Regions from separate parts of the Mus musculus genome. Here all the other regions are linked to region 1. Evidence: chromatin contacts called from public promoter capture Hi-C data. All regions are on one chromosome and are shown on one strand. Each heading gives the region's core, a stretch centred on a gene start, on an enhancer-like site or on the middle of the called end of the contact. The rest is flanking DNA. Distances are from core to core; before and after follow the strand shown.

Region 1 (6,795 bases), core at 686-3,185:
CTGGCCCTGCTGACCCATCCCAGGGATACAGTCTCTCAGGGACCCGAGCAGCTCCAAGGAACAGAGGATTTGGCAGACACAACCTAAGACAGGATGCCTGCGGCCTTAATCTCCACAGCCTCCATGTTTATGCAAGCCTGGTGTTGCCCATCCTCCAAGTGACCCCTCCCCTCATGCCTTTGCCTGAAAGGATTCACCTCCAGCAGCCCTTCAGCCTCGGCCTTAGCCTCCACTTGAAGAAGGTAGCTGGAGGGAGGGGGTGGCTGTGCCCCACCCCGGCCCCCAAGGCCACAGCGGTGGGAGGGGAGCAGAATACGCGTTTATTTTGTTTCATGTCTGGAATCATGTTTATTGCAATCTAGAATCAAAGCACTTTGCAAAGTGGCTGCATGTCCATCCTCCAGGGCTCACGAACCCACATTCCAAGAGCCTGTTTACACGGTGGTAGCGCCAGTGCTTGGTAGCCAGCCCCCAGCTGGGACCAGTCTGTCCACTCTGCCAGTCCAGTCCACTCCTTTCCTTAGTTCTCGGAGATGGGCAAGTCTCTCATGCCCACAGGCTCCCCAGGCTGCTGGCAGGAGTGGGGCTGTGGAATTCCAAAGCACAAAAGGTGCAGTCGAGGCTAGCCTTCCTGTGCCTCAACTCACCACCAACCACTCTCCTGCCTTCCAGTTCTGTCAGGTGCTCCTTCTAGGGGACTCATGGTGAGGAGAGAGAAGCCAGAGGAGGCCTGTGGGCACTACACTAAGAAACCAAAAACCAGACTAGGGAGCCATCTGGGATGTTGGCATGTTGGGTACCTGTCCTGTGACACTTGATTGTGCTTGGGTGGATGGGCACAGCCTCAGAGCCAGGAGCTCATGGGATGTGTCCATTTCGGCTTGGCAGGAAATCCTGCCAAGGTGTGGGGAGGGTCTGGCAGGGACTTCCTGGGCAGTGGGCCCAGGCCTATTCCTCAGAATCTTTCTCTGACCTGTCTCCACTCTCCGGTGCATGTCCTTTCTGCAGCTGCCTTTCTGCCAGGTGGAGGGAGCTGAGGGTTTGTGGCCAGGATGGGGAGCCAAAGGCTTATGTTACTACCCCAGGCTCTTCTCTAGAAGAGGGGATAAGCTGTGATCTTTCCAGCAGGCCGGTGGCTATCCCCAGAGAGCAGCCTCTGCTTTCTCTTCCTAGAATCTCATGACTTGTACCACCTCGAGGTGAGCCGGAGTTCCTGTAGGCTCCATGGCTGTGCCTCCTTCAGGGCCACCCTTTGAGTCTTTTCAACGGGGGCTCCAGCCTGGCAAGAGAGCCTGCCAGTAGCTTCTCCACTACCAAGACGGGAGCAGCACGCTACCCCATTACTGACCTTGCTGTCAAGAGCTGGGGAGATGGGGTGGAGTCCAGGCCCCCTAAGCCCTCCTGTTCGGGCTGCTTGTGTTCTCTGTCTTTCCCTGGTCCGTGTGTGATGGGGAGCTGCTGCTGGGAGGGAGGACAATCAAAGTAAGCACTGTTCTGCCCCACGATGCAGGATGCAGGGTCGCCAGGGTCGCTGGAGCTCTTGCCCTGGCTTGGGTTCTTCTCTGTGTTTCCCCACCGGGTGGGCCACAGTACAAAGAAGGAAGGAGAGTCTACAAGAGACATCTCTGTCCTCTGGGGTAAATGAGCTTGACCTTGTGCAAATGGAGAGACCAAAAGCCTCTGATTTTTAATTTGCATAAAAATATTAGAAGAGAGAAATATATATCTATATTTCCTTACTTTGAGTCTTTGATATGTCTCTATAAACAATCCTTTCCCTATGCCTCCTCCTCTGAAGCTTGAGTGAGACACATGACAAAGCTGTGTTTCATTAAAAGGTATTAATTAAATGATTGAAACTTGGCTGTGACTGCTGTTTTCCAGACATCGGCAGCAGGTGATACTGGTAATACGTGGTAACAAGGTTTGAGGAATGCACACCTCATGCTAGCGTGAACCTAATGCTAATGAACCACAGAAGGACCTGGCTGTGGTAGGCAGGCCAGTGCTCTGGCCCACGTGAGATGGTGTCCTGCCTACTGACACAAGCCAAGGGGACACTCGGGATGTCCGTTACTTGTCCCTGCCTGTCTCATCCCAATGTGTGGCTAAAGTCAGTGATCCCAGGTTAGGTAAGCGTAGCAGCTGCCCTGCACTCACACTGTCTCCTGAGATGATGCAGCTCACGAGACTCCGTGCAGAAAGCCTTTTCAGACACTTTATTTGAACTTGACAGTGGCGGTTAGGGATTTGCTTGAGATGCTTTATGGAGTATCTCACATTCTGAAGAAAGCTCCACAGTTTCAGTCCATCTCCATCCTGCTGCTAACACAGCTGGCTTGTTTAGGGAGTGTCCAATCTAGCCAGATCAAGGGAACCCCAAGAGAGCCAGGGCAAGTCCTGCCTCTGGTGCCAAGCCTCAGGTTTGGAAGCCTGGAGAATGCTGCCAGCCCTGGAGAGCTTGGGAGACCTCTAGGCTCTCTTTCCCTTCTTTTCAAATCCCACAATTTCCTGACGGGGAGAAGCTGTAATTAGCTCAGACCAGGCACTCGATCTCAGCTAGTACAGCTGCAGGGAAAACCCCATGGAAACTTGGGAACCAGTGTTTTTCCAATTACAGGGACCATGGAATAAACTTTTTCTGTGGGTTCTATTGAAACCAGATTTCTCAAGTCAGCTGCCAAGGGAAGAAGGTAGGGCCAGTCTGCCGCTGGGCAGCATCTCCTTAGCCCAGGCACTCCGTTTCCTTTCAGCCAGGCTGGGTGATCCCACACAGTAGGAAGGTGAGCTGTCCCTTTCCAAGTCCTGCACCTTGTCAGCAGTTCAGACCTGGTGGGAGCGGGTGAGAGATGCAACAAGTCGAGCCGGCAGACGGGATGGTGGGAGGGCACAGAGCTGGCTAGCTGATGTTACCCCCTTTTAGTGATTTACAGGAGACGAATCCCAGCTTGGTCATGAAGTTGGTTTGCTTCCACTGTGCGATGCACTCCTCAGAAATTTTAAAGTCGGCCTGAATAAGACAGACAAAAAAATAATTAAAATAAAGGCATGATGGCGGGATACAACATTCTTACATTATTAGAATAAGCTGGCCCAACTTTTCCATTTGTCCTGGAACTCGCTATGTAGACCACACTGGTCTCGAAACTCAGAGCTCTGCCCGCCCATGCTGGGTTAAAGGTGTGCACCATCACAGCTGGGCCCGGCTTCTCAGCACAGTTCCCAAAGGCTTCTGTGTTCTTACCTTCTGATAAGCACATTTATATCCATGAGTAAGGAGGACAAAGACCTCTGGATCACTGATACCCAGCGCAGTACCAGGGTGTGCACTGAAATGCTACAGATCAAACCTACAGCCTTGCTTCATACCTATGCTGAGGGTCCTGCTGCTGAGCGTCCCCCAGGCTGCCTGCAGCAGGCTAACGGTGAATACATCGCACCATGAGCATGATCCCTGCCGCTGTTTAATGTGAGGAGATGGCTTCAAGCATAAGAAGCAGATGAACATGAATGCCCCTTGATCCAGCAAAAGACCAGAAGGAAACACTTGCGGATTTGTCTAGCAGCTTTGAGACAGGCCATTGTGTAGCCCAGGCTGGACTAGACCTCCTTATATAAGTCAGTCTGTCTCTAAGTACTGGAATTACAATGTAGGCACCAACACACCCAGCAGGACTATGGATAGTCTCATTTTTGGCCCTGTATTTAAGACAGTTTCTATGGTGTCTGTTCCATGGAGAGAGCAAATGTGCTATATGGATGCAATCTAGGCATGTAGGGCAGGGCCTGACACATGAGTAGGCGACTCCAGGACCACCTTTGTGTGCACTGGTGCGTGCTCTAAGTTAAGGTAGGTAAGAGGGTCTGCTTCCTTTTCTTCATTCATGTGCTGTGGGATGGAGGGTCAAACCTGAGCCCTTTGCCACACTTGCCCTTGGCTCCATGATTTCTGGTGACCCTGAGTGTCTTAGCAGGCATCTTGCCAGGTAAGATGTGGATAACATCCCGTCTGCTGCTCTCTCACACTGGATCAAATGGACAAGAAAGTGTCTCAAGTCCCTCCCTCACCTCAGTGCTCCATGTCAGTACTCAGCATGAGTGGGGTCCTGAGACTAAGCTCCTCACACTCAGATCTGAATGAGGGCAGATGCAGGAGAGAGGGAAAGACGCAGCTGCTGGTTTCAGTAACAGCACACTGCCCGGGGCAGCCTGGGCAAGGAGGGACAGCACACTGGGGCAGGCTGGGCAGAGGAGGACAGCACACTGGGGCAGGCTGTGTAGAGGAGGACAACACCCTGGGGCAGCCTGGGCAGAGGAGGACTGCAGTGGGTTGGACTGATGCTGCATGTGTCCTATAGCTAACATTGGTTTCTCAAGGTGTGGGTCACCCTTGAGAAGAAGATGCAAACACGCACTCAGGTGAGCCACGTGACCCTTCTCCCCATTGTAACTGTCAGTAAGACTAGAGCCAGTGACTGGGCAGTGGAGCGAGTAAGGTGGCACCGGAGGTTTGAGAGGAGGTTGCCTGGCGGGGGGTGGGGTGGGGATGAAGAAGCAGAGGAAAAGGAAGAAGGAGGAAGAAGAGGAGGATTTTTCCAACAAGAGGGCACTAGCGTTTTACCTGCAGCTTCTCAAAGACTTTCTTCTTGGGCTTGAGCTCCTCATCTGGCTGGCCCTTCTCATAGCCCTGTACGAACACTCGTTCACCAGGAGCAGAGCCAGCAGGAGGGTCCAGAGGTTCAACCTGGCGGCTCACCCCTTCTCTGGAGAGACAAGAAAAGGCAAGGTTACGGATTCCCCTCCCAACAGCTGTGGATGCTAAAGTGAGCTGGAACCTAAAGGGATTTAGGACGCGCTCAGCGCTGTAGCCCAGAAGGTCCCCATCACCTTTCCACATCCCTGAGCATGTAACCAGGACTTTCCTTCTCCTGCAAGGACTCTGTGCACAGTTACAACATGCCTGCATCCTGGCTCCACCTCTTCCTAGTAGTGAGACATCTTCAGTTACGTTTGTGTGTTTGGAGAGTCTCATGTAGCCCAGGCTATACTTGAACTTACTATGTAGCTGAACTGATTCTCAGGCTACTTCTTCCCCAGTGCTAGACTGTGGTGTGGATCACCATGCTCACATTTATGAGGTGCTGGAGATCCACCCTGCTCCATGCCAACTAAGCCTGAGCCCCACCAACTGAGCTTCATCCTTGTATCTGGTGATACAGGCTCTCACTGTGTAGCTCAGCCTGGCCTGGACCTTGAGATGCAAACCAGGCTTATTAAAGAGATGCCCCTCTCCCTTTGTCTCCCACGTGTTATGATTAAGGTGGGTGCTGCCCAGCCCAGCATCCACTAATTTTTATTTTACTCTTAATTATGTAATCAATTCTTCCCCCTTTTCCCCAAGACAGGATTTCTTTGTTGCCCTGGCTCTCCTGGAACTTGCCCTATAGACCAGACCCTATGAGACTCAAACTCATCCTGCCTCTGCTTCCTCTGCTAGGATTACAGGTGTGCGCCACCACCGCCTGGCAATTTTCTTTTCTTTTCTTCTTTTTTTTCCCCCCGAGACAGGGTTTCTCTGTGTAGCCCTGGCTGTCCTGGAACTCACTGTAGACCAGGCTGGCCTCAAACTCAGAAATCCACCTGCCTCTGCCTCCCAAGTGCTGGGACTAAAGGTGTGCCCACCACCGCCCGGCTTCTTTTTTTTTTTTTTTCTTCCTATGTAACTCTGGAACTCACTATGTAGACCAGACCTGCCTCTGCCTGTGCCTCCCAAGTGCTGGGACTAAAGGCATGTGCCCCCTCACCTGACTACCCATGTAATTTTACTTTAACAGTCTATCTGGACACAGATGTCTTACTCACAGAACTTGTATAGCAGCCCCTTTATGCCTCATCTTTTAGCATCATCAGGAAGGGAGCTGTTTTCTCAGGGCTTGCACGCGGCATACAGGAAGACATCCTACAGACCAATCCTCGGTCTCTCGCCCTCCCCTGGGCCTGGCCCACCAAATCCTCACTCACACAGAAGCACACAGTAGCATGCCCTGCGAGTCCACGCCTCTCATCTTCTGGGGTTTCAGATTGCACAGCACCACCACCAGCCTGTCCTGCAGTTCTTCTTTGGGCACAAACTGTACGAGGCCGCTCACCACAGTCCTGGGTTCAGCTTCCCCCACATCAATCTTCTCCACATAAAGGCTATCTGCATCTGGGTGCTGCCAGCAAGAGATTCTTGTCAGAGGGCCAGAGAGGGCTCCGTGGGTACAGGTGCTTGCTACCAAGCCTGACCACTGAGTTAGATCCCCAGAATAGTCCTCCCAACCCCCAATGTACAAATAGATAAACGGGGGATGCCCACAGTGGAGTGGATTAAATGCTGGTGAATGACTGGGAGACATGACCTGTCTGCAAAAGGGAAGCCCCCTCCTCCCCACAGATCCACAACCCCACTGTAAGAGGCCAACCTAAGGTAAGACCTAAAGCTGGTCCAGGCAAGCTGGTCCATCCTAGCTGGGCATCATGATGGCCAAGTTCCCTCTGTTCCTGGCTGTGTACTAGGTTCAGAGGCCACCTGCAATTAGACCCCAGGGACACTACTTCCCATCTCCAGCTAGGTTTCCTACAGATGGAAACATACAAACCTAACCCTTCTCTGCCTCTCTGGGATGTGGTGAGGAGTGACTACCTTCTCCACGCTGAGGATTTTGCCCACACGGATATCCAGCCGGGATGGGATGACTTCCTCTGGTTCTGAGTTCTTGGCAGGGCCTTTGGCAGGAGGCTCTGGGAATGAGA
Region 2 (6,369 bases), core at 10-2,509, 380 kb before region 1:
ACAAATGCTCAGGGACCGCTCATGTGTTTGAAGACCCCTTAGAGCAAACAGAGAAACGCATTCAATGTACTCTATTGCCTTAAATGCCCTCTCCCTCGTCATGGCCAGTTCCCATCGTCCCTGCTGGTATAAGGCCTTGAGTGACAGTGTTACCCCTTCTAAGTAGCCCACTCCATGTCCTCCAGCTTCATCTCTCTGTACAGAATTCACACAGTACTATAAATATAGTACCTCTCTCCTTCCCCCTAACCCTCAGAGTAGGGCATATCTAGCTAGCTTACATAGGCAGCCATGGGCAGTTCTCGATAGCTTTCCTTATGTTCTACCCCAGGGCAAGTTGAGCCGAAAGAAAGCTCAACTTGGTGATGATGACCTTAAGAGTAGTCCTGGAGCCTGGCAGTGGTGGCGCCTTTAATCCCAGCACTCAGGAGTCAGATGCAGGCTGATCTCTGAATTCGAGGCTAGTGAGTTCAGGGTAGCCAGGGATACACAGAGAAACCCTGTCTCCAAAAACAAACAATAAGCAAAAATAGTCATTGATTGAACATGTACCCTGTACTAGGCCCAATGCTAAGTGTTTTATGTGTCTTACTTGAGTTCTTATATCAGCCCTATACAAGGGTTATCATTAAATTTTCCATTTTTTTGACGAAACAGACTCACAGAGGATAAATGACTCTTCCAGGAACTTCTAGTGAGTAAGAGATGGGCTGGGAATACGGCCGACCTATGGTGAAATTTTCAGGGGCTCGTCCGTGAGAGCTAGACGCACCTCAGTATTCCCGAAGAGAGCCTTTATCTCCTGCAACAGCTGCCAGGCCCACGTCCGCTCACGCACTTGCTCCAGGCCGGAGGAGGCTCGCTTCAGCAGCGGCTGCGTGCCACCCCACAGTGCGGCCACCAGCACCAGAGCAAGCACCTGCCCTGAAAGCAAAGGGTCAGAAAGTCACCCGGGTCCTCCTCCGGCCTCCTGCACCCTGCTGCCCGGCTCCATCTCCCTCCCTCCCTCTTCCCGCCGGGCTGTGATCGGTCGGGAGGACCCGCCCAGAGGGCGGCCGAAGTGAGACCAGGGTGCGTGGCTCAGCATTCCTGAGGCTCGGGGATGCCAGGAGACTGAGAACAGAGCTCCCGAGCCAGAGTCGGAGCCCGCGGAGGTGGGGGGCCCGGCTACCCACCCCAGGACGCCGCCATGAAAACGCCAGGCCCTTCTACTTCCGGGAGCGAGAGGGCGGAGCCCCCGCATCCGGAAGTCGTCCCTAGTCTTTTTCCGGTCCCACTCACATTGCCTCTCTCCTCGCGTCACCGCCAGGATGGTGAGTTCCAGGCGCGGCGTGCTGCCGTCGGGGGGCCTCAGTAGGCATGGGACGGGGTTCCCGGCACTGACACCCCGGTTCTGTCCCCACAGAAACCCATCCTGCTGCAGGGCCATGAGCGGTCCATCACGCAGATCAAGTATAACCGCGAAGGAGACCTTCTCTTCACCGTGGCCAAAGACCCTGTGAGCGACTGCGTGAGGGCGGGCGGCCGGGGGTCCGGGGCGGGGGGCCCGGAGGGGGCGAGTTCGCGCCGCCCGGACTGCGGGTGGACAAGGTTTACTGCCTGCGGGAGGGAAATTTTTCTGATAAGTAGGGAAAACCAACCCCATACCGCGGTAGGTTGGCGACAGCATTCCGCCAGGGAAATCTGGAAGGGAAGGGTACCTAGCCAGGGAGAAGAGAATCAGGAGACTGGAAGGGAGCCCAGGGACAGGACAGGACAGAATCAAGTGGTCTGTTCAATCCCACTTTGTTTCCTTTGGGGATTGTCTTTTGAGGCATTTGCATTGGAGGCAATAAACTGATAGTTAACAGTGGAGAGTTAAGTCGGAGCTTGAGATCTGAGCCCTAACTCCTGCTCCTACTAAGCAGTGTGACTTTGAACATGACATTTACCTTTTCTATAAACCACAGTTTTCCCTTTTAATAAAACATGGAGACTTTAATTAGCTCCCTCAGCAGAGTGAGGTCATTTCTGTAAATCGTTTTGCACTGTACCCGATGCATGTAAGTCACTTATTTTAAGTTTCATAGACATGGTTTCATTGGAGCTTCACAGCTGCCCTTTGAAGAAAGCTGTTGACAAGAGTGGGGTATCTGTCCATGGTGGCCAGCACACCTCTCCATCCTCCTGCCTCAGCCTCCTGGTCTTGGGAATACAAGTGTGTGCTACCACACACAGCCCCTCCCAGTCATTTTTTTTTTTTAATGTATGTGTGTGTAATGATTTTGTTTATTTTATGTGTATGGGTGCTTTGCTGCATTGTATGTCTACATAGCATGTGAGTGCCTGGTGCCTGTGAAGGCCAGAAGAGGATATCAAATCTCCTGGAACTGCAGATACAGATTGTTGTAAGCCATCATGTGGGTGTTGGGAATCAAACCCAAGTCATCTGGAGGAGCAGCCAGTGCTCTTTAAGCTCTGAGCCTTCTCTTCAGCTCTCCTAGCCATTTAAAGGAAGGGAGCTCTGTATTTAAGATCACACAGTGAGCTAGTGACAAAGCAGTGGAGCCCATACATCCTTACTGTCATCCGGAGTCAATTGAACAGGACCCGAAAGGTTTTTTTTCACACTGCAACTCAGGTTGGCCTTTACCTCTTCTGACTCCAGACAAAAGCACATGAGGATGCTATTGGAGGCCTGGCTCTTCTACAGCTTATGTTAGGAAAGGAGGAGAACCCAGGAGCTGGGCGGTCCTATCAGCTCTTCACTGGTAAATGAGCAGAAGGCAAACCTGGCTTGGCTAGAGCCTGCAGAGGGTTTGTAGTGCAAGCTAAGCTATTGATTATTTTGGGATGTGACCATCCTATCATTTTACTCTTTCCAGATCGTCAACGTGTGGTACTCTGTCAATGGGGAGAGGCTAGGCACCTACATGGGCCACACTGGAGCTGTGTGGTGCGTGGATGCTGACTGTATCCTTTTGGCCATGGGTTAGCCAGCCTTGGAGATACTGGCTTTGGCATGTTGTGGCGGTCTAGAGAATAACACTCCCTACTCCCAGCTACTTCATCCTGTGGGAAACTAGGACAGGTTCAAGTTTGGGAATTCAGAGGTCAGGGCACTCTGAGGTAAAAGTGAGAAAGTCTCTTTGGGACTGACCTGGGAGATGCTCTGATGGCTTCCAAGAAGATATGGACTAGGTGGACTATGTATTCTTATTTGTATATATGTGCGTGGTGAATCTGTGTGCACAGGAGTAGGGACAAATGGAGGCATCAGGTCTTAAGTTGTTCTTCAACCTTTTTTTTTTTTTTTAATCTTTTTTATCATTTTTCTTTTCCCTAAAGATTAGGGGTTTTGGTTTTGGTGTTTTTTGGTTTTTGGGTTTTTTTTTTTTTTTTTTTTTTGTTTGTTTTTCAAGACAGGGTTTCTCTTTATAGCCCTGGCTGTCCTGGACTGTCACTCTGTAGACCAGGCTGGTCTCTGCCTCCTGAGTGCTGGGATTAGAGGCATGCGCCACTACTGCCCAGCTTAAAGATTGGTTTTATTTGTATGGGTGTTTTGCTGCATATGTGTCTGTGTACCTTGTGTGTACTTTGCTAGCCATTTTCCTTTAAATGACAGAAGGCCGCAGATCCCTTAGGACAGGAGTTATAAATGGTTGCGAGCTACTATGTGGGTGCTAGGAACCTAACTGGGTCTTCTGGAAGAGCAGCCATTGCTCTAACGACTGAGCCATCTCTCCAGCTTTGTTTGTTTGTTTGTTTGTTTGTTTAGGGGTTTTTGGTTTGGTTTTTGGTTTTCTTTTTTTTTCTTTTTAAATTTTTTTAAGGTTTATTTATTTTATATGTGTGAGTACACAGTAACTATCTTCAGACACACCAGAAGAGGACATCAGATCCCATTACAGATGGTTGTGAGCCACCATGTGGTTGCTAGGATTTGAACTCAGGACCTCTGGAAGAACAGTCAGTGCTCTTAACTACTGAGCCATCTCTCCAGCCCCTGTTTTTTGGTTTTCAAGACATTGTCTCACTATGGTAGCGTTGGCTGTCTTGGAACTCTCTGCAGACCAGGTAGGCCTTAAGAGATCCACCTGGCTGGGCGTGGTGACGCATGCCTTTGATCCCAGCACTCGGGAGGCAGAGGCAGGCAGATTTCTGAGTTCGAGGCCAGCCTGGTCTACAAAGTAAGTTCCAGAACAGCCAGGGCTATACAGAGAAACCCTGTCTTGAAAAACCAACACCCACCCCCCCACACACACCAAAAAAAAAAAAAAAAAAAAAGAGATCCACCTGTCTCTGCTTCCCAAGCGTAGGATCAAAGACATACATCAACACCGCCTGGTTCTAACTTGTTGTTGTTTTTTTGTTTTTTATTTTTATTTATTATCTGTAAGTACACTGTTGCTGTCTTCAGACACCCCAGAAGAGGGCATCTGATCTCATTTCGGATGGTTGTGAGCCACCATGTGGTTGCTGGGATTTGAACTCAGGACCTTTGGAAGAACAGTCCTTGCTCTTAACCCCTGAGCCATCTCTCCAGCCCCCTACAACTTGTTCTTTGAGACAAAAACAAAACAACTTTTCACTGAGTCTGTAGCTCCCTGATTGGCTAGACTTGGCCAGCCAGTCACTGAATTTCCTGTCTTCATCTCTCAACACTGGAATTACAGCCACACCAGAGTCTCTATGTGGGTGTCGGCGATCTGGACTGAGGTCCTCAGATTTGCACACAGACCATTTTACCCATTGGACTGTCTCCCCAGCCCTAGTCATTCTGTGTCTAGGAGTGATTTGCCTGGTATGTGTAGGTGTGCCTAGTGCCTTTGGAAGCCACAAGTGGCCATTGGATCCCCCTGGAACTGGAGTTGGGAACCACCATGTAGGGGCTGGGATTCTAACCCAAGTCCCCTAGAAGAGCAGCCAGTGCTCTAACCACTGAGCGTCTCTCCAGCCCTAGTCATGTTTCTTAACACCTTCCCCAGGGGACACCAAGCATGTCCTTACTGGCTCAGCTGACAACAGCTGTCGTCTCTGGGACTGTGAAACAGGTAAGCCTGGGCCACTCACTTTCTTAGCAAAAGTCCCTGTCTAGGCAAATGTATTCTAGAGAACTAGAGATAAGTTCACAGATGGTCTCCAGTCTAGAGAGTAAGAATCAACAAACAGAACAGCAAGGAACTTAACTGGGGGAAAGAGGCCATGGTAAAAAGATAAAAAGCCATGTTCAAGGAAGGCCAGAAGGGGCAGTGGACGTCCTGGAGTGGAGATGAGTTGCCTTTCTCAAGGTGAATGTCCCTTGAGCTGGAGCTTACCTGGGCAACAAAGAGCAGGGATGAAAGCAAGTAGTGTCCAGGAGCTAGGACAAGCTGGGTAACGGCACACACCTCATCCCAGCACTAGAGAGGCCAAGGCAGGAAGATCTACACAGAGAAACCCTCCCTGAAAATCCAAAAAATATATGTATAAAATAAAAGCAAAAACCACCAACTAAGTTTTTATTAATTAGAATTAAGTTATTTTAAGATTTGTATATTTTATGTATATGGATGTCTTGTCTGCGTGTACATGAGCAAATCAGAAGAGGGCTTTGGCTCCCATAGGACCACAGTTATAGACAGCTGGAAGCTGCCTGTGGGGGCTGGGAATGGAATGCAGGACGTCCAGCAGAGCAGCCAGCGCTGTGAGCTGCTACACTGTCTCTCCAGCACAAGGTCTCTTTTTTTTTTTCTTTAATTTTACATGTATATGTGTGTTTAGCCTACATGTGGATCTTGTGTACAATGTATGTATAGTGCCCATGGCGTCAGATCTGACTGGAGTTACAGAAAGCGGTGAGCCACCTGTGGGTGCAGCAGATTAAATCTGCATCCTCCGTAAGAACAGCCTATGTTCTTAGTCACTGAGCCATCTCTCCAGTCGAGGCTTAAGATTTTTGTTTTGTGTTTTTGTTATTTATTTGTTTATTTATTTATTTATTTAGAGACAGGGTTTCTCTGTGTAGCTCTGGCCTGGAACTCACTCTGTAGACCAGGCTGGCCTCGAACTCAGAAAACCGCCTGCCTCTGTCTCCCAAGTGCTGGGACTAAAGTTGTGGGATACCAGTACCCATCTGGGAGTAAGTTCTTAAGAGCGACCTTGCTTAGTTAAACTTGGCACACTGAGGAGTTTGATGAAGAGGGAAAAGCAGGGGCTGGTGTGTTTGAGCAGGACCTGAGCAGAGGAGTGGACAGAAGGGGAGGGTCTTATGTCTGTTTCTGTTCTGGGACACTCGGGAGGCATGGAGTCTGAGGGGAGACTTAGCGTGGAACCCACTGTGCTTAGAGCCTCATTAGCAGGACTCGTGGGGAAGCAAGCACTCCTGGAAGGGCTGGGAGAACAGCCAGA
Region 3 (6,892 bases), core at 1,666-4,165, 280 kb before region 1:
GTCTTGGGGTGGGGGTGGGGACCCCAAACCCTCCATCTGTTCTAATTCACTCTTTTTTCTGAAGAATGCACTGAGGTTTGGGGAGGGATAGCAGAAGACAAAGGCTAGAACAAGTCTGTGTGCCCTTGACCTGGTTGAAGCACTGCGCTTAGGACTCTGAGCTCAGGCTGGGTCTGGCTTCCTGATCCGGAGATTCTGAGGACTGTCCGGGCCTAGCTCCCTTCTGCACACCGCCAATATGGACTATTTAACCCCTTGTGACTCACGCAGGCTTCAGAGGAGAGTGGGCAGCTCCTCTGAGCCCCCAGAGTCCAGCACAGGTCCCGACTTGCCCTCCCCTCACCCCAATTGCATAGCCAGATTTAGGGATCGCTTTTCTCTCCTTGGACTGCCTCCCTCTCCCAGTTCCTTCTTTGTTCCTTGGTTGAGCCTCTCCAAGATGGCTCCTTCCCATCAGCAAACAGGCTCTGGTCCTGCTTCTCTCTGAGGGAACAGAAAACCTTCCTTGGCCCCTCCTTTCTCTAGCTCCCAGTCAGGTCAACATTCTTGGCTGTTGCACTTCCCCTCAGCCCCTGCTGCAATCTGGTTTCCTCCCAGACCATTCCCTGGGAACTGCTCCTGAAGGCCATCGCTGACCTCCTTGTTGCTAAATCCGAGGGATGCCTGGAGTCTTTATCTGACTTGACCCCACAGCGGTGGCTGACTGGACACTCACACAGTGAGAACCTCCCTCCCACTTGAGATACTTTGGGGCCCTCCCCTTGTTTTGGGGGACACTCTGGGCTCCTTTTCTTGCTATCTTACTAGCTTTTGTCTTAGTAACATTCCTGGGCAAGCCTGGGTTCCCATGCCTTCAGTGTGTGTCAGAGAGCTGGTCTCTGCCCACCCCCCTACCTGACTCCCGGAGGCTTCCAGGGTGGTGTGACCACAACAGTCACACTCCGGCATCGCACCAGTTATGATCTCCCAGTTATGGCCTCCCTTAGAAATACTTGCTTGAACCAGAAGTCTAAACTTGGGTCTTTTTATTATTGCTATTATTATTCATTTATATCAAATGTATATAGTGTTTTACCTGCATGTATATCTGTGCTCCACTGTTTGCCTGGTGCCCATGGAGACCAGAAGAGGATATTGGGTGCCCTGTAAACTTCGACTGCTGAGTGGGTCCTGGAGATTAAATGTGGGTCCTCTGGAAGAGCATTTAGTGCTCTGAACTGCTGAGCCACCTCCCCAGCCCAGCATCTTAAATGAACTGTATAAAGTACAGGTGACTGATATCCATCCATCCATCCATCCATCCATCCATCCATCCATCCATCTATCTATCTATCTATCTATCTATCTATCTATCTATCTATCTATCTATCTATCTATCGACAGAATCTGAGGGTTAAAAGTATATACACATGACTATTTTCTGTTTGCTTGGTTGGTTTTTGTTTTTCCCGGATAGGGTTTCCCTATATAACCCTGGCTGTTCTGGAACTTGCTCTGTAGATCAGTCTGGCCTTGAACTCAGCCGTCTGTCTGCCTGTGCCTCCTGGGCTACTAGGATATGCCACCACCCCATGGCTTGGCTCTACATTTTCATCGTCAAGCAACTAGAAAGACTGGCATCTCTAGCTTTCTCTTGTGCAAGCTTCCACTTGGCCCAAGGGTCTGTTACCTGATGGGAGGGGCCCCCAACAGTCTCCTATCTCTGCCGACATCCTTCATCCTCCTACATGACTGTCCCAGTAGGGCAGCCAGGATTGTTCTTCCAAAGCACGTGTGCACCCAGTGTGTCTTTTCTACCCCTCTACCCAGTTACTGTCCCCCACCCCTCTCCTCTCCTACAGTCTCTTCAGCACTAAATTCACACACAATTCTAGTGCCTGGTCGTTTCCCACCTCCACGACGTGCTTTCCTGTGTAAGTAATTTCTGACCCCTAGTCAGGCCATTTAGTTGTGTTAGTCCCTCTGCCAGTCTAACAGGGCCTTGCTTGCTAGTCATTAGCTAGTCTAGTCCACAGACTTAGGCACCCTCCAGCTCCAGGCCCCAGCAATGTTAGGGTGAACATAGCAGAGCCCCATACCTCAGTGAGTACACAGACATGGGCTAAACAGAGCAAGAAAGAGGTGGTGGTCAGGGTAGCCTTTCCTGAGAGGGAAAGACTGGCGGAGACCTGAGGAGTAAGTGGGAATCCGAGAGAAGCCATTCCACCCCTAAGGAACTTGTGTTAAAGGTAGGGAGCTAAACCGAAAAAGTAGCACAAAGCAGGCTGGGCACAGCCTCACACGCCTTTAATCCCAGCACTTGGGAGGCAGAGGCAGGCAGATTTCTGAGTTCAAGGCCAGCCTGGTCTACAGAGTGAGTTCCAGGACAGCCAGGGCTACACAGAGAAACCCTGCCTCGAAACAACAACAACAACAAAAGGAAGATTGCTTTGTGAGGAACTGCCTGGTATCTGATGTGCTTAAACCACTGAAGAGATTTAAGGAGAAGTGATTCCTCTGGGGCTGGAGACTGGAAAAACCAAGCAGGAAGGAAGCTGGCAGTGCTTCGAGGGCTGCCTGAGGAGTTTGGATGGCTGCTGGGGTCTCCTTCAGAATGGTGCCAGGGAATACGGACAGGACATGTTAGCCTGGAGGTTGAGGAAATGAGCCAGAATGGAATAACTCTGAGGTTGTCCTCAGTGGTGGTTGGGAAAGGGCAGTGGGCATGGGAACACCATTTCCCCACGCTATCCAGTCTGCTACTGCTGCAGGGTTGGCCCCTGTCTTCCTGTGGTCTCCCATTCATCTTTTTTCCTACAGGAGTAGACAGAGGCGCAGGAAGTTGAAGGCTGCTGACAAGGCTTAGTACAGGGCAGAGGGGAGGAGGAGAAAGAGGAAGCTGGGTCAAAGCCCGGATGTGATGGGCTTTAGGGAAAGTGACATCTGTGGTTTCCGCAGAGCCTGGAAATTCCACTGCCTCTGACTGCGTCACAAGCCTGCATCCTGGGGTCTGGTCCATGATCATCCTGGGGCCCCCTCTAGGGTTAATAGAATCCATGTCTGCAGGTCCTCCCTGACAGATCCGGGGAGGAGAAGCTGTCACTGTGCACTTCCCACTGTCTAGTTCCAGTGTGTGACCTGCATCTCCTGCAGCTCTTGGAGGGAGGCTATCCTGCTTGTACGGTGAAGCTTGAAGGGGTTAAAGAGTCTGCTCAGAGTTGCACAGCTAGGAGGAGGCAGAGTGAGGATTTGAACTGAGGTTTGACGGACATCAGAGCCTGTGCGTCTTACCTCCTATGCTATATTAAGCCTGTCCACCTTCAGTTGATTGGCTCAGCAAAGAGAGAAGGCTTTGTGGGGGATTTGCTCGTGGTTGGGGTGGCTGCCCCCCTTCTCATATCGAGAGATGGGAAATAGTGCTGACGTCAATTGTTACCATGGTGATAAAGCAACCCTTTCCCTGCCATCTCCATGGAAACCTGGGGGTCCATCTGTACTTCGATTCGCCCCCTCCTTCTAAAAGGGGGTCCCTTCGGGAGGGGCCAGCTAATAAGGCATCTGAGAGAGAGAAGGCAGCGATTCAAACATCTTTTTCTGGGTCCCTTCGCATTGCTCAGGCCCAGAGAATAAGGGTTGAGACCAAGAAGTCCAGTACTAGAGTCTCTGGCCAGTTCTACCCTTGAAAATGAGGGATGCAGCAATATCTCACCAGTTATGTATTCTTGTAGGAGTTGTCTCTTCCTTAATTTCCTAGTTTCAGATCCATCCCTCTGCAGTGTGGTGACAGTGTCCTTGGTTGCCTGGCTCTCTGCTGCCCCTTGAAGTCAAAGGTCAGAGTAGCAGCAGTTTTCAGCTTCACGTCCTGGTACTACACAGACACAACCTTACCAAAGCCTTGCAGAAGGTGACGTAAACCCCAGATACAGGCATGGGAGCTCAGAGAGGCCCCTACCGTCAGAAAATGGCAGGGACGGGACTTGAACTCAGGATTGGATTGAAGCCAGAGGCTTTCCTCCGTGGGAGGAGGAAGGACCAGAACCGAATGGGAAATAGAAACAGGAGAATGGAGCCTGGCTTAGTCTGCTGTCTGCATAACAAAGTTCCAACTCCTGAGCTCGGGCCTCCAGACTTCTTTACTGTACCTTTTCTTCTGCTAACCTGTTCTGCATCAGATGTGCATGCTCAACATGGGCTCGCTTCAAACTTGAGTGCTAAAAACTTAATTCCTGATCTTGGCTTTCACCTTCCTGCCTTAAAGCCTTTGCCTACAATGCCCTACCTGGAATGCCCCTTTCCCTGGCTCCCTGACATTCTAGAGCTAGTGAGCTAGCCCAGCTCCATGGCCTGCCTGGCAAGATCAGTGCCTGAAGTCACGAAAACCAAGTGCACAGGAGGTGGCAGGAAATGTTTTATAGGATTTTTTTGTTGTTGTATTTTTTTATGGTCTTTTTAAAGAAAAGGAAGGCTGAGGAGAGGGTGGGGCAGGGAAGGAAGTACCAGAGATAAGAGAAAAGAGAGAAAATGGAACAAATTTAGGATTTCAGGGCTGGATGAGTCCATAGAGCCCAGCATTTAAGGACCAGCCGGGAGGGATCGCTTTTCGGGTGGAAACCAAAGAAGGTGCTTCAGCTGGGTGTGGTGGTGCCCTGCAGTCCCAGACCTGAGAAGGTGCTAGGAGGATGTTGAGTGCCAGGCTAGACTGTACAGCATAGAAAACCTGCTTTTAAAAAGGGTGTGTGTGTGTGGGGGGGGGGGGGTTGGAAAGATGGCTCAGCAGTTATGGGTACTGGCTGCTCTTCCGGAGGTCCTGTACTTGATCCTCAGAAGCCACACAGTGGCGCACAACTGACTGTAATGTCTAACGCCCTCTTCTGTCCTCGGTGGACAGTGCATGAGGACAGTGAGCAGACACGCATGCTGCCAAAACAGGTTTTAGCTGGGTGTGGTGGGATACTACCAAGTCAAGGGTGGAGGAGAGTTGGGAGATGCCTATTCACCAAAGAAGGAGCTCAAAACAGTTAACAGCCGGGCATGGTGGTGCACAACCTTTAATCCCAGCACTCGGGAGGCAGAGGCAGGTGGATTTCTGAGTTCGAGGCCAGCCTGGTCTACAGAGTGAGTTCCAGGACAGCCAGGGCTACACAGAGAAACCCTGTCTCAATAAAACCACCAACAACAAAAAACAAAAACAAAAACAAAAAAACAAAAACAGGTTTTAGTTGGGTTTCCATTGCTGTGAGCAGACACCATGACCAAGGCAACTCCTCTAAAGGACGACATTTAATGGGGGCTGGCTTACAGGTTCAGTCCATTATCATCGTGGTGGGAGCCTGGCAGCATCCAGGCAGATGTGGGGCTGGAGTAGCCAAAAGTTCTACATCTTGATCCAAAGGCAGACAGGAGAAGACTGTTTTCAAATAGCTGGGATGAAGGTCTCAAATACCACCCCCACAGTGACACACTTCCTCTGAGAAAGGTCACACATGCTCCAACAAGGTCATACCTCCTAAGAGCACCACTCCCTGGGACAAACATATCCAAACCACCACATCAATAGATATAAAATAAAAATAAACCAGTCTTATCTTTTTTAAAGATATTTTATTTATACGAGTACACTTTAGCTGTTTTCAGATATACCAGAATAGGGCATCAGATCCCATTACCAATGGTTGTGAGCCACCATGTGGTCACTGGGAATTGAATTTAGGACTTCTGGAATAGCAGTCAGTGCTCTTAACCACCAAACCATCTCTCTAGCCTATAAACTAGTCTTATTTATTTATTTATTTATTTATTACTTATTTTTTTAAGGACTTATTTATTTACTATATGTAAGCTGTCTTCAGACACTCCAGAAGTGGGCATCAGATCTCATTACAGATGGTTGTGAGCCACCATGTGGTTGCTGGGATTTGAACTCAGGATCTTTGGAAGAGCAGTCAGTGCTCTTAACTGCTGAGCCATCTCTCCAGCCCTAAATCAGTCTTTTAAAAAACACTTTTAAAAGGCTCAGGTTGGTAGGCAATTTACTTAGCAGGTACAAATTCATGGGCTGGATCTCCAGCACTGGATAAAACCAGGCAAGGCATCACAGCCTATGCTCACTCAGTCTTAGCTACCTAGTGAGTTTGAAGTCAGATTGGGCTATATGAGATCCTGTATGGTTTTGTTTGTTTAATTAAAAAAAAATAAACCAGCTAACCAATCAACCAAAAATTGCCTTTTTCAGATCACCATGGGTTCTGAAGTATCCTAAAAAGGGGCTTGAATGCCACTTCATATGGCTCAGTGGCGAGGTCAGTGTTTTAGTGTTTATTTTAGATCTCAAAGGAGATTGAACTAGACCTTTGGGTTACATAGCTTCATAGTTAAACAGAATAATAATAATTTTAGAGACCACAGCATACTCTAAGGCACACACCAGTGGTTTTCTTGGGAGGCTGAGTCACGGAGATCAAAGTTAGAGGCCAGCCTGTGCTACAAAAGATTCTCTTGCAGATAACTGCCATCCTTATAACTATAGAATAACAATAGCAAAATTGGAATGTGTTCTAAGTAGGCTCCCTTCTTGGGGTCCCTCCTGTCAAGGCTTCTGCTTGAGAGGGCCCCTCAAGGCATTTAGTTTAAGAAAGTGGAGCAGTTTTATGTCCCAGCATTACCTGTTATCAAGGGGGACCTCGGGCATGTCCTTTAATTCCTCACTTATGAAATATGCAATTAAGAAACTTAGGGGTACAGGCATGGTGGTGCATGCCTTTAATCTGAGCACTCGGGAAGTAGAGGAAGGTAAATCTCAGGTTCATAGCCAGCCTTGTCTACAAAGTGAGTTCCAGGCCAGATCAGAAAAGAAAAAGACTGGGGGTGGGGGTGGGGTGTGGAGAGATGGCTTAGTGCGTAAGAGCAGTTGTTG
Region 4 (6,181 bases), core at 1,735-4,234, 400 kb before region 1:
CTTGGCTTTCCCTCCATCCACTTGTAGGCACCCAGGGCAATGCAGATAGTAATCTCTCCCTTCTACCTTCTCCCCTCTGACCATATCTACAGTCACTACAGCTGCTCTGCTTTCCAAAGTCAGCCCAGGAGACTGGGCCAGCTTCAGGGAGGCTGCCTGTCTGTGAGAGGGCCAGCGCCTTCCTCACTTGGGCAAGTCCCCTGCACATGACCTCATTTTAGGACCAAGAGCTATGTTGGTTTCTTAGATTGTTAGCTTTTTCTCTAGAGGACCACAGTGGGTATGGCTTGGAGTCCAGGGCCCTTGGCTATACAAACAATATTTAGGTCCTTGTCCAGGGGAGAACTTCGTGTATGCCATGTCAGCCCCACTTTTTGTCGTTGTTTTCCATGAGGCTTTTTTGGACCATGGTCGGAGCTTAGGCACTTTCTGTAAGAATGTTTCTGTAAAGATGGTTATTTAACGCTTCCTAGTCCCCATCATGTTAGTCCTCCAGAGCGCTAACCCAGAGGCCAGTGGAACTGCCCAGGTGTCCACAGAGGGGCTGCAGCCTGCAGAGAACTGCTCCAGCCCCCCTCCACCTTAGTAGCATGTGTGGACCACCAGGCATCTGACTGCCCTTGACCAGCCTCGGGTAGGAGGGCTGCCTCTGTCCCCATGACTGCTTTCCTTTGCCACCCATACTTGTTTGAAGTTGTGCTGACAGCTTTTTTTTTTGTACCCTTTCCCGTTCCCAGTTTGCGTTGGAATTGGCAGCAGCCAGGGACTTGCTATTGATGAATTTTACATTAAATAGTCCTGTTGCCTTACCTGTATCTCAGCCAATCGAATTATTGGATCTTTCTGGATCTGCAGAGTGGCAGTGGCCGGTCATCGTCCCACATCCTCCTGGCCACAAGTTGAGGACCATGACAGATTCTTTAGCTGTGTTTGCTCTTGGCATAGAAAAAAAAAAAATCAAAGGACATAAGTAAAAAATGTTAGACATTTCAATAAGGTGTGTACAGCTGCAATCCCAGCATGGAAAGGCTGAGGCATGGTTGCTATGAGTTCAAGGCTGCCTTGGGCAATATCAGCTAGGCTTATATGAGCAGAAACCCTATCTCAAGGGGCGGGGCTGAGGCTCTCCAGGTGGGGTGCCCTTGTTCCCAGCACTCTGAGGTCAGCCTGATGCACATGTAGTGTTCCAGTTTGCTGTAGTGAGACCCTGTCTCAAAAAGGGCGTGAGGAGGAGGGGTGGCTCCCCAGATGCTAGAGAGGATCTGCTCCTTCAAGTTGCCTTTTGTTCTCCATATATACAGCTTGACACCCACCGCCACTCATGCACTGGTGCTCATATAATACATGTAATTTTTAAAAAAAAACGTAGCTACTGAGAGGAAACAAAGCTTTAAAGCAGAAGTCCTGAGAAGGACAGACAAGTCATGACCTCATCCAATACTCAGTTGAACCTAGTGTGGGAGAACATGCCTTTAACCCAAAGGCAGAAGCAGACTAGTGAGACAGGTGCCCAGGAGGGTGAGGGGAGAGATGAGGTTTGTGTTTAGGTGTTCCTTAGGAGTTCAGAGCAGACCCAGAGGGCCTTGAGGACCTATTGAAGGAAGGTGTTCACACAGCTGAGTAAGGGGTAGGAAGCTACTGGGTCTGTGCTCTCGCCCTCCTGGGGAAATGCGCATGCGCGCGGCCTTAGTAGTTCCCTAATTCAGCTGGTTTCCTCTAAGGGACACTGTAGGTGGCCTCAGCCAGCACCAGGTCTCTGGGTTGGTTGGGCAGAAAAGATGGAACTGCTCAGCTTTATAGGGGCTGTCCCTTGATTCCTTCTAGCCAGAAGCGGTAGACAAATTGATTCTAAAAGTCCTCCAGTAGGGGTGGAGAGGATTCCTTTCCTGCCTCCGCATCAGGAGCTTGCAAGCGCAAGTGGCTCCGCAAAAGCTTCTGGCTCCTCAGGGAAGCAGCTGAAGGTGGCAACCCCGGGTGCTCCTGGGCCCACTGTCACTTTGATGAACGAAGCTGGCACCCTGCTCCAGCAGCAATTCTGAGAGGAAAGGGACCTTCCAGCGTGCTCCCCTCCCTCCGGTTCTTGGTTGTTTAGAAGTCTTGGATTAGAGTTGCTTCCTAGAGCAGTTTGCATGTTAACAGCACCTGGAAAAGATCCCAGAAGCAACACCTCTGGGTGCCCACAGCCAGGGAAACCTACTGTTGTTGCTAAAGGAAAAGGGAAGATGGATGCTTTGTTGCCTAGGTCGCTTTAATTTGAGCCTGCTGGGCAGCCTGACACCCTCTCCTGTGGCATCGGATGCTGTTCTGGAGATCTGAACCAGACTCCTCTGCCAGATCTTCAAATAGCCTCATTGGTGGGACCTCCCTCCTCCAGCAGCACAACCGCCAACAGTTCTGGGCCAGCCTCCTTCCGGAGCTCTCACGCCCCACCTCCTGCCAGCCTGCTTGGGATCCTATTTGCTCTGGTTCGGAGGTGGGGAGAGGCCCTGTCAGTTCTTCAGCGCTTACAGGCTAGGAGTATCTGGATGTCACAGGACAGCGACCGTGCCCAGGAATGAGTGACAATTGATTATTTTCCGTAAAATCGGGATAACAGTTATGTCTCAGGATTGAATGTACATAAAAGGCTTAACAGGGTGCTGGGTACTGATTGTCTTTGTTCCTTCTGGTGTCCGCCCCTCATTTTCCCGTATACTTATATATTGCCTCTGCCCACACATTCATTTAGCCCCATCATTTCCCTACCACCCCTGCTGCAAACAAAGCCACCACCATTTTGTAAGGGATCCCCTCCAAACGTGACAAGAAAAGGAAATGATTTTAAATCCATATCCCGTAACTAACAGTGCTCCTTTAGTTCTTGTGGGAGGTAGGGAAGGGGAACTGTTAAATCGACGGAAGTACTCTCCTCCGGCTCCGCTCCCAGGGAATCCAAAGAGGGCTACTTTCTCTTTAAATGCAAATCATCTCCAGCCAGCTTAGCTCCCTCCAGCTCCAGTTCCCCTGAGGAGAGAGAAAGCAGGGTGAAGGGAGATTGCAAAGAAGCACTGTTTCACACTCCAGACCCCAAACTTCCAGGTCAGTAGAACCCCAAGGGGGCGAGAAGGGAGTGAGGAGGATGGGGGCGGGGTGCCGCACCTGATGCTTGTTTTTTGAAGCCCGAATTGAGAACTGAATCTTTCCTTAGGCACATCTCAGGCGGATCACAGTCGCTCTGGCTGCCGCTTCCATCAGGTCTCTTACTGGGTCACACTGCTGCTACATGGAGAGAAAAAGAGTTCTGTCTCCCACCACCACCACCCCCCACCCCACCCCCGAGCCCCACTGATGCCACCCAGCTGTTCCATGCCAGCTTAAACGCTTAATGTTCCGATTTGACCATCGCCCTCTCGGAAGTAAAGTGAGGGAGCTGAGACCTCCCCTGGAGAGGACCTCAGCAGACCAGATACCTAGGTGATGGGGCTGTAGGGGAGTCAAGCTAAGCTAATCAAGTCAGAGTTACATTGTTGGAGGTCTAGCCCCTAAAGACTTTCTAACTAGAAAAAGAAGAGACTAGAAGCTGTCCTGGGAACTTCTGGGCAGCCCTGGCATGTGTAGTTGAAGTGAAGTGGAAGAGAGGCCAGTGATGAGCCGGCTATTCCTGGTCCATATGATTGACACCAGGGTATTTCCAGGTGTCCCTGCCTTACCTTGGTTGCACCTCATGCAGTTAGTCAGTATCCGCTGCCATATACAGACCGTTGCCTAGCAAATGGCCTCCTGATCCTCAGCTTGCTCCCCTAGTCACATCCACCCTGTCTCCTGAGCATCTTCCTCTACAGCCCCAGGCTCTGGGCTGTAGTGACAGGAAAACAGCAAGATGACCCTGGTCTGGGCCAGCCCTCTCCAGCAGGCAGATGGGGCTGTCAGGAAGAAAAGGGCTTTGCTGGCCTTGGGAGGTCCTTCAGATGCATAGCTACAGTCCAGCAGCAGGCTGGCATATGACCCTGTACAGACAAGAGGACAGAGCTCCTGACTGATGGACAAAGATACATCTGAAGACCCTTCCTCTCAGACGAAAGAGGGTGCTGAGTGAAGGGATGATTTTGCCCCCTTCCTTCCCAGACCTGAGGTCCAACACACCACCCAATGGAAGACAAAAAGAAGAAACGGAGTCCTAAGCCCTGCCTGACCCAACCAGCACAGGCCCCAGGCACACTGCGCAGAGTCCCTGTGCCCACCAGCCACAGTGGCTCCTTGGCTCTGGGACTCCCTCATTTGCCATCACCCAAGCAGCGAGCCAAGTTCAAGAGGTGAGTAGGGAGGGGCTCTTGGCCAGACTGGAGACTCCCAGGTGTGAGCCGAGCACTGTGTAAGGAGGACCTGCAGACATCGACATCGCTGCTGAACAGCAGCCAATGCCTTACCCATTCACTGGGGATGTAGACCCGACGTGTCCTCAGGTACATAGAGACCACTGGCTCTAGCTCTGAGGAGGGAGTGAGTGAGTGTGACTGTGAGAGGAAGCTGCTAGACACTGATGAGGGGAGGTGATAATCAAGACTGAGAATGCCATGAGAACCAAGACACTGATGGAAGGGCCCCAGGAGTGTAGGGATAAACACCAGGGAGGACGATTCCTTCCTTTTAAATTCATTGTATTTTGGTCACCACGCTGGGAGATTGACCTCAAGATACTGATACTGGGCAAGTGCTCTCCCACTGTGCTTTCTCCCTCGCCCATTTAAGTTCTCTGCTCAGTTCTTTTTAAATAATGGAAGTCTGGCTGCAAGTGGTAGTGCAGGGCCATCATCCCAGCCCTTGGGTGGCAGAGGTGCAGGATCAGGAGTTCACAGATCATTGGCTACATAGAGAGTTTGAAGTTAGCCTGGGTTAGAAGAGACCCTACCTCAACAAAAACAAAACAAAACCAATGTTAAGAATTTTGGTGGCCAGGTGCGGTGGCACATGCCTTTAATCCTAGCATTGGGTGGCAGAGGCTGGTGCATCTCTCTGAGAACAGCTTGGACTACACAGTGAGTTCCCGCCAAGTCAAGGCTGAATAGTTAGACCTTGTCTCAAAAATAACAAAACAAAAGATAATTTGGATCCTACCCTAGGTCCAGGTTTGTTCCCATAAATACAATGTGTTCTTTTCCCCATTGTTCTAAATAAAACCAGTGTCCTCTGTGGGGCTCCATACCATCTGCCTGGCCAGCATGTACTGGCATGGCCATAGTAGATTTTATCCGGAGCTCAGGGCTGGCTCTTTGAGAATGGTAGGAAATGCAGTCGGAGAGGAAGGAAAGCCCAACTGGCTGCTGTGTTCAGGGCCACTCTGGGGAGAAGGATGTTGGCCTGCTGGAGCCAGAGCCACGCCTTCAAGGAGATGGAAAATTCAAAACAGTTTCTGGAACGGAACAAGAGCAGGGTGGTTTTTCGTGGGAGGTGCTTCGTTGGCAGTAAAAGAAGAAACTCCCTCAAGGCCAAGGACAAGTGACCTATCCAGAGTCACAGAGGCTTCATGGGCTCTCGGTCAGTCTCCTTGCAGGTAGGCCTCTGGCTACAGCATCCGTGGAAACAGATGCCTTTCTGCCCTCTTCCTTTCTCCCCTTCATCTGCTCCTTCCCTTAACCTATCCTGCTGCTCAGGACAGGCCCAGAGAACAAACACCAGTTTGTGTTGGTGAGTGGGTGGGGCAGATGCAGTAGTGCAGAGAGACATGACACACCTATGACCACAGTCATGTCTACTTTACCCAGAGCAGGCAAGGAGAAATGCCGACCGGTGCTGGCTGGAGGTGGAGGCGGCTCCGCAGGCACACCCCTGCAACACTCCTTCCTGACAGAGGTGACAGATGTTTATGAGATGGAGGGAGGACTGCTGAACTTGCTCAATGATTTTCATTCAGGCCGCCTGCAGGCCTTTGGTAAGTCCGGGAGCAGGGCAGTTCTGTGGGTGCTGCTGGGGATCTTGGTCTGGGGACAGGCTGGGGTTAGGGTCCCAGGCTGCCTCCTAAACTCAAGAGTTGTCCAGGGAAGGAATGTTCCTTCGAGCAGCTGGAGCATGTTCGGGAGATGCAGGAGAAGTTGGCCAGACTGCACTTCAGCCTGGATGTGTGTGGGGAGGAAGAGGACGAGGAAGAAGAGGAGGATGGGGTCACAGAAGGCTTGCCTGAGGAGCAGAAGAAGACAATGGCTGA

The links. Promoter capture Hi-C pulls out the DNA fragments that hold promoters and counts their contacts.
Region 2: a promoter capture Hi-C map of maxillary cranial neural crest shows a contact between it and region 1. The contact joins the promoter of Eif3i here to the enhancer-like site in region 1. A contact is called at or near these places in 7 of 39 promoter capture datasets (the C10 cell line, cranial neural crest, frontonasal cranial neural crest and 4 more), 2 of 484 Hi-C or Micro-C datasets (embryonic stem cells and myocytes), 1 of 115 datasets of contacts at active chromatin or transcription factors (pancreatic cancer cells) and 2 of 9 other capture datasets (adipose tissue and liver).
Region 3: a promoter capture Hi-C map of the C10 cell line shows a contact between it and region 1. The contact joins two enhancer-like sites. A contact is called at or near these places in 5 of 39 promoter capture datasets (the C10 cell line, cranial neural crest, fetal liver and 2 more), 2 of 115 datasets of contacts at active chromatin or transcription factors (embryonic stem cells and pancreatic cancer cells) and 2 of 9 other capture datasets (adipose tissue and liver).
Region 4: a contact with region 1 is called in a promoter capture Hi-C map of cranial neural crest. The contact joins the promoter of Ccdc28b here to the enhancer-like site in region 1. A contact is called at or near these places in 6 of 39 promoter capture datasets (cranial neural crest, embryonic stem cells, frontonasal cranial neural crest and 3 more), 1 of 484 Hi-C or Micro-C datasets (cortical neurons), 2 of 115 datasets of contacts at active chromatin or transcription factors (bone marrow-derived macrophages and pancreatic cancer cells) and 1 of 9 other capture datasets (adipose tissue).

Annotation. Positions count from the first base shown.
Region 1 is chr4:129,214,646-129,221,440 of GRCm38.p6, reverse strand. Yars (tyrosyl-tRNA synthetase) reads right to left here. Exons shown (of 13, transcript NM_134151.5): 10 at 6,686-6,783; 11 at 6,022-6,215; 12 at 4,622-4,763; 13 at 2,201-3,010. The coding sequence ends at 2,900. It overlaps C77080 (expressed sequence C77080), which reads left to right. Exons shown (of 7, transcript NM_001033189.3): 7 at 1-1,863. Among named protein-coding and RNA genes, the nearest start is that of Gm12976, 21 kb to the left of the region's middle. Within about 2 kb of position 1,935, at least 22 of the 459 cell types and tissues checked have an H3K27ac peak or open chromatin away from gene starts, as enhancers often do.
Region 2 is chr4:129,595,538-129,601,906 of GRCm38.p6, reverse strand. It overlaps Eif3i (eukaryotic translation initiation factor 3, subunit I), which reads left to right and starts at 1,259. Exons shown (of 11, transcript NM_018799.2): 1 at 1,259-1,313; 2 at 1,406-1,498; 3 at 2,865-2,952; 4 at 4,968-5,033. The coding sequence starts at 1,311. Tmem234 (transmembrane protein 234) reads right to left here and starts at 1,227. Exons shown (of 5, transcript NM_029748.3): 1 at 1,176-1,227; 2 at 773-924. The coding sequence starts at 1,191.
Region 3 is chr4:129,492,839-129,499,730 of GRCm38.p6, reverse strand. No RefSeq gene overlaps it. Among named protein-coding and RNA genes, the nearest start is that of Fam229a, 5.1 kb to the right of the region's middle. Within about 2 kb of position 2,915, at least 158 of the 459 cell types and tissues checked have an H3K27ac peak or open chromatin away from gene starts, as enhancers often do.
Region 4 is chr4:129,620,711-129,626,891 of GRCm38.p6, reverse strand. It overlaps Ccdc28b (coiled coil domain containing 28B), which reads left to right and starts at 2,984. Exons shown (of 6, transcript NM_025455.2): 1 at 2,984-3,078; 2 at 4,105-4,292; 3 at 5,742-5,908; 4 at 6,016-6,181. The coding sequence starts at 4,129. Gm34305 (a long non-coding RNA gene) reads right to left here and starts at 4,106. Exons shown (of 4, transcript XR_376684.4): 1 at 3,690-4,106; 2 at 3,139-3,258; 3 at 811-3,003. It overlaps Txlna (taxilin alpha), which reads left to right. Exons shown (of 11, transcript NM_001199695.1): 11 at 1-815.